2 separate regions of the Anser cygnoides genome follow, and region 2 is linked to region 1. A link is a contact called in public Hi-C data. All regions are on one chromosome and are shown on one strand. Each heading gives the region's core, a stretch centred on a gene start, on an enhancer-like site or on the middle of the called end of the contact. The rest is flanking DNA. Distances are from core to core; before and after follow the strand shown. Region 1 holds the start of TRIM46 (tripartite motif containing 46). Region 2 holds the start of DAP3 (death associated protein 3).

Region 1 (3,163 bases), core at 299-2,798:
GACGTTGTGCATGCAGGGCAGGGCCAGCGGCTGCTTGTACATCTCCTTGCACACCGGGCACACCAGCTCCCGCTCCATGTTCTTCATGCTGGTCTGAGGAGAGAGGGGGAGAGCGTCACCGGGCGCAGCCGGGCCGGGGACCGGGGCGGGATGGAGACTGGGGCCTGGATTAGGACTGGGAATAGGGCCAGGATACGGGCCGGCACTGAGACCAGGATCAGGGCCAGGATCAGAACCAGGATAGGGACCGGCACCAAGACCAGGATCAGGGCCAGGATAAGGACCGGCATCAAGACCAGGAGCAGGACCAGGAGCAGGGACCAGGACCAGGAAAGGAACCGGCATCAACACCAGGATCAGGACTAGGATAAGGACCGGCATTGAGACCAGGATCAGGGCCAGGAACAGGACTGGCATTGAGACCAGGATCAGGGCCAGGATCAGAACCAGGATAAGGACCGGCATCAAGACCAGGAGCAGGACCAGGATCAGGACCAGGACCAGGAACCGGCATCAAGACCAGGATCAGGGCCAGGATAGGGACCGGCACCAAGACCAGGATCAGGACTAGGATAAGGACTGGCATCGAGACCAGGATCAGGACCAGGATCAAGGACCAGGATCAGGGACTGGCATCAAGGCCAAAATCAGGGCCAGGACCAGGACCAGGAGCAGGATCTGGGCCAGGATAGGGACCGACATCGAGACCAGGATCAGGACTAGGATAAGGACCGGCATCAAGGCCAGGATCAGGACTAGCATTGAGATCAGGATCAGGGCCAGGATCAGGGACCAGCACTGAGACCAGAACCAGGGCCAGGATCAGGGCCAGGATAGGGACCGGCATCGAGACCAGGATCAGGACCAGGATCAAAGACCAGGATCAGGGACTGGCATCAAGGCCAAAATCAGGACCAGGACCAGGACAGGGACCAGGACCTGCATGCAGGCTGAGGCCAGCACCGGGATCAGGTCCGGAGCAGGACCAGCCCCAGCCCCAGGACCCCCACCACGGCGCACGGGCAGCACCGGGCACTCCCCGCCCCGGTCCCCGCGGGGGGCGCTGGGCTCTCGGCGTCCTGGGAGGCCTCGGGGAGCTTTCCCCGGTGCCCGGTGCGCCCCGCCCGGGGCTCGGTGAGGGCCGATCCGGCCCCCCCGGGCCCGGCGGGGAACGGGCCGAGGCAGCGAGGCCTCTCCGCGGCCTGCCGGGCCCTCAAGGGCACCCCGGCCGCTCCCCCCCCCCCCCCGCGGCCATCGCCGCCGCCCCGGCCCCGCCGCCGCCCCGCCGCGTTGCCATGGCGACGCCGGTCCCGGGAGAGCCCGGCCCGGCCCCGCTCGGTCCCCGCTCGGTCCCCGCTCGGTCCCCGCTCGATCCCCGCCGCCGCTCACGCTGATGCGGACGAGGGCGTCCATGATGGAGGTGAAGGTCTGCAGGTCCTCGCCCTCGGCCATGGCTCCGCGCCCGGGGCCGGTCCCGGCGGCAGCAGCGGCCGCCCGGTTCTGGTGCAGGGAGCGGCGGAACCGGGGGGAGGGCGGGGGGGGGCGGCGGCGCGCATGCTCCGAGGGACCCGCCCCGGAGAGGGGGGGGCGGCGGGGGGCGGCGGCACCGGGCCGGTACCGGGACGCCCCCTCCGCTCCCCGGGGCGGCCCCCGGCGGCTCCTCGCGGACGGCAGCGCGGCGCCGGGCCCGGGGCCCGCTGCGGAGCCGGGAAGGGGCCGAACGGAGCCGGCTGGAGGGTTGGGGGGGGTGGGAGAGGAGGGGGCGGGCTGCTGGGGGGGGCGGCCGCGCCCCCGCCCGGTGCCCCGGGGCCTCCCCGCGCCCCGCTCCCCGCCGCCGGGGGGCGCGCGGACCGGCGGGGCCTGCAGCGCCGCGCCCGGCCGCTAGGGGGCGCCCGAGCCGCGGCCGAGCCCCGCGCGGGGGCGCGCATGAGCCGCGCGTGCCCGCGGCTGCCGCCGTGTCCCGTTGGGGGGGCCGCGCAGTGCGCGTGCGCGGATCCGGGGCGCGCCTGCGCAGTGCGGGGGGAGCGGCGGCGGCGGGGCCGGGAGGGGAAAGGGCCGGGGGGGCGACGCCGCGGGGCACCATGGGTAACGGGACCGGGGGGGTGGGGGGGGGCTGCGGGGGGCGATCGGGGCCCTGAGGGGGGCGTCAGGGGGCGATCGAGGCCTTGAAGGGGGGTTCAGGGACCGGGACCGGGGCCTGAGGGGGCGGGGGGGACTCGGGGGGGAGGCTGCAGCCCCGGGGGGGGGCTGCGGGGACCGGGCCCGGGGCCTCAGGGAGCGGGGGAGGCCCCGGGGGGGGCGATCAGGGCCTTGGGGGGGCTGCAGGGGGCGATCGGGGCGTGGGGGGGGGGGCTGTAGGCTCCAGGACCGGGGCCTCAGGGGGCGAGGGGGGCCTCGGGGGGCTGCAGGGACTGGGACCGGGGCCTGAGTGGGTGGGGGGGCTTCGGGGGGGGGTGCAGAGGGCGATCGGGGCCCTGGGGGGGGGGTCAGGGGGCAATCAGGGCCTTGGGGAGGCTTCAGGGGGCTTTCAGGGCCTTGAGGGGTCTTTGGGGGTCAGCCCCCCACCCTGCTGAGCCGGGGCTGTGCCGCAGCCGTAGGCACGGGCACGTCGCTGGCGCTCTCGTCGCTGCTGTCGCTGCTGCTGTTCGCCGGGATGCAGATGTACAGCCGGCAGCTGGCCTCCACCGAGTGGCTCACCATCCAGGGCGGGCTGCTGGGCGCCGCGCTCTTCGTCTGCTCCCTCACCGTATCCTTTGGGGCCGCGCGGGGAGCGGGGCTGGGGAGGTGGTTCCCGGTTCCGTGCCTTAACCCCCTGCGCAGGCCTTCAACAACCTCGAGAACCTGGTGTTTGGCAAAGGCTTCCAGGCCAAGATATTCCCCGAGAGTAAGTGCCACCAGCGGGGAGGGGAAGGCGCCGTCGGCTGCGGGCGCTGGGCGTGCAGCCCCACGTTGGGTTTGCAGAGGGCACGCAGCGCGGCTCTTCCCAGCGGATGCTCTGCTTCCCTGGGCACCTCGGCATGCCAGCCATCAGCTAGGGGAAGAGCCCATCCTGCTCTTTCCCTCTGTGCTTTATGTGGGTTTGTCTCGCCGCGTTGCTGAGGTTCTCAGGAGGGGCTGTGCAGCTGACGGAACGGTGTGACTGCATCTCTCCTCTCTCCTGTTT
Region 2 (3,163 bases), core at 179-2,678, 150 kb before region 1:
TGCAGAGACAGAAGTGAATTTTCCATTGTTTTGATTATTTTGATTAATGTATCTTAGCCTGGGGGAGAATCACTCCTGCCCAAAGAGGTTAAAGTCCAAGCACACAAATAATTCACACAAGCTCTCAGATTGCTCTACAGAAATACAGCTGACTATTAGTCAGCATAATTTGCCTATCTGAAAAAATATTCCATTAGTTATGTTGCCATTTTGGAAAAGCATTTGGGGAGAAAAACAAGCAACTTATTTGATAAGCAAAGATCTTTCATTCTTCTCATGAGGAAGACAGATTCTTTTCCTGGGGATGGGCATTTATTTTGACTGCAGCTGTTAGAAATGTAACAGCAAGGGCTACACAGCGAATATTTTGAAGAAACTGAAATAAGGAAGAGATTGAAAGTGCTTCTATGCTTTCAGCTTCAGCATAACCACGTATCAGTATCTACTGCTCAGACATCTTTGGTTATGACAGGAGGAAAAAAAATACACTCGAGCAATTGTGATGCAACAGAGGCAAAAACGTAAGTAAATTAGTTAAATCGCCTCCGTTAGCATTCAAGGCCTTCTCCATCCACTTTCTTAGAAGAAAGTGACAATACCCTAACGAGATGCTGTAAGAATCCTTGGTTGTGGTGAGACACATGGTACAGTCAAAGCAAGATAATTACTCTGTAATTCCTTAGGAGGAATTTGTGTCTTTGTGGAACTCATGGTTAACTGCAGCGCTAACGCTAAGCACGTTGAAGCTGCTCGGACTGTACAGAACAATGCTTACAGCTGTGAGCACACGGGACAAGAAAATAACCTCCCACTGAAGGATGGGAGTTTTGTAAGGACGCTTTGCATTCTTTCACCTACTGCACAATACACATTTGAAGACCAAGCTCCAGTTTTTCTGCTTCGGGAATAAGGGAAGCGATGAGCCCACAGGGCCTTTCAGGTCATTTTACCTTGCTGTGCACGTCCGGCGGGCAGGGGGGAAGAAACTCAGTCCGTCAGGGGAACGGCTCCCGTTTGTTTCCAGCCCCAGCTGCGACGATAACAAAGAGCAGGGTGAAGCCCCGTTTCCTCAGACACGGCTCGCAAGGCTCAAGCACGGCCAGGTGCGCTGGTCCCTGTTTGTTCGGGGCATCCCCGCCGCCCTGACAGAACTCCGCAAGCACAGAGCGCGCCGTAAGGGCTCCTCTGGGAAGTCTGGCGCTCCTTCAGAGCGGGGCGGCAGGGAAAGAGGAGATTAAAACCGCTCCTGCCCCCCGCCCCCCGCCCCCGCACTCACCTCAGGCGCCAGGCTCCACGGCGAGGCAAGGCCGCGGCCCGCGCGAGCCCGCTACGGGTCCCCGCGAGGCCCAAAGGCGGCGCGGGGCGGGCTCGGCCCGGGCCGGCCCCACCCGGGGGGCACGGCCGCGGATCCCGGCACCGCCCCCCCCGGGGCGAGGAGCTGGGGGCGGGGCCACCCCGGGGTGTGGCCGCGGGCGGGGGCGTGGCCTGGCGCGCGGGGGGGGCGTGGCCGGGCGCTCTCTCGCGGAGGAGCAGGAGCCGCCGCCATTTTGGTGTCGCTGCCTCGGCTCGGAGCAGGGCCGGAGCGGCGGCCGCTCGGTCCGGGTCCCGCCCTGGCCCCGTCCGCGCTGGGCGGCCGGGAGGATGCGGCGCGGAGGAGCCCGGCCTCGGCCTCGGCCGCGTTGTCGCTGACACGGTGAGGAGCGGGCGGGCGGGCGAGCGAGCGGGCGGCGGGCGGGGACCGGGACCGCCTCAGGCCCGGAGCCCGGGGGGAGGGGAGCCCGGCCGGGAGCCGCCGCGGGGCCGCCCCGCCGCGCACCGGCGCCCAGGCCGCGCCGCCCCGCACCCCCGCCGCGGCCCTGCCGGCGGGCTCGGGGCAGCCCCGGCGGCGCGGCCTGCCGAGGCGGCGGCGGCGGCGGCGGTGGTGGGGGATCCCCGGCGGCCGGGCCGGGACGCGGCGGGGGAGGCTCCCCGGTGACAGGAGCGGGGCCCGGGGTGCCCGCGGTGCGTCCGGAGCCCCTCGGGGGGGGGTGGGGGAGGCCGCCGGCCGTGCCCCCGCGTGGGGCCGGGCCGGGCGGGGGGCGCGGTGCCGCCTGACAGCTGGGCCCGGGGGGCGGCAGCCGGTTCCCGGGGAGCCCCCTCGGCAGCCGGGCCCCGCTGGGCTCTCCCCGAGTCGCCTTTCGCGGAGTAGGCGGCTTTCCGCTCGTCGGGATGCCGGCTGGTTCGGGTGGGCTCCTCTGCTTGCGGGCCTCCCCCCCCCGCCCCAAATCATACTCACAAAATTTCCCTTCCGTTGCGGTTTTAATCTCGTTTAGTTTCCCGGCCGGTAATCTGGGATTTGGTGGGTCCTCAGCTTGACTCGGTTGTCAGACCAGAAGCCAAACCGTGTTGCTATCCTTTTCTTTGTATTAGATAATCCCCGGAGTTTGTAGCTTCTGCTTTGCACCCTTGGTTTTGTGGTTCCTTCACCCCGTTAATTACTTAGCAGAGAACTGGAAACAACTTGGAGCGTGGGTTCCATGCGATGGCCTCAGGACATAGATTCGCACTCTTGGTAGTTGTGCGTTATCAGGAGCAGGTCAGAGAAACGAGGCAGTGGGATCTTGCACTGGCTTTCCAGTCTTGTCAGTAGAGTTTGGGGGAGCTGGCCCTGCTGCATGTGTGGTTAAATAAATTTTCTTTGACTTTATGGCCATACGTTTACATACACTTAGTTTTCATTCTCAAGAACAGCATGCCTTTTTGCATCTCGTGTTATTTGTTTGGGCTGTCTTCCTTGTGTTACCGTAGATTGCACCTGCAAAAGCAGTGCTTTCTGTGAATGTGGGAGCGTGTAAGATTTTGGGGGTTAATCCTGAACGCTTTGTGTTTCGCATGGTCATCCATGAGGACCTGGAGACCATCCCTGGTGTTTCCGCCTCCGTGTGAATGGAGTTGTTCTAGCAGCTGGTTGAACATATGGGTAGAGATGGGCTCTAAAATCATCATCTGTTTGCCTACTTGAGTTCTTAAGAAGCATTCTTACTCGAAAATGAAAGCTTCAGTAGCTTTTCCTAAACTCTATACTAAACTCTATAAAAGTAAAGGCAGACTGGCAGGGAGGGCTCTCATGCATCTTGCTTTCAAAAACAAAATTATCCCAACTTTTTGGATTCCAGTTACATTT

What was found. A called contact is a pair of places that touch in the nucleus more often than the background predicts.
Region 2: a Hi-C map of liver shows a contact between it and region 1, with 2.4 times the contacts expected there. The contact joins the promoter of DAP3 here to the promoter of TRIM46 in region 1. A contact is called at or near these places in 2 of 7 Hi-C or Micro-C datasets (both in liver).

Annotation. Positions count from the first base shown.
Region 1 is chr33:3,173,314-3,176,476 of Taihu_goose_T2T_genome, reverse strand. It overlaps TRIM46 (tripartite motif containing 46), which reads right to left and starts at 1,548. Exons shown (of 10, transcript XM_066985841.1): 1 at 1,390-1,548; 2 at 1-93. The coding sequence starts at 1,452. KRTCAP2 (keratinocyte associated protein 2) reads left to right here and starts at 1,937. Exons shown (of 5, transcript XM_066985848.1): 1 at 1,937-2,085; 2 at 2,592-2,746; 3 at 2,821-2,884. The coding sequence starts at 2,082.
Region 2 is chr33:3,325,753-3,328,915 of Taihu_goose_T2T_genome, reverse strand. DAP3 (death associated protein 3) reads right to left here and starts at 1,428. Exons shown (of 13, transcript XM_066985908.1): 1 at 1,277-1,428; 2 at 951-1,030. ASH1L (ASH1 like histone lysine methyltransferase) reads left to right here and starts at 1,522. Exons shown (of 28, transcript XM_066985888.1): 1 at 1,522-1,693.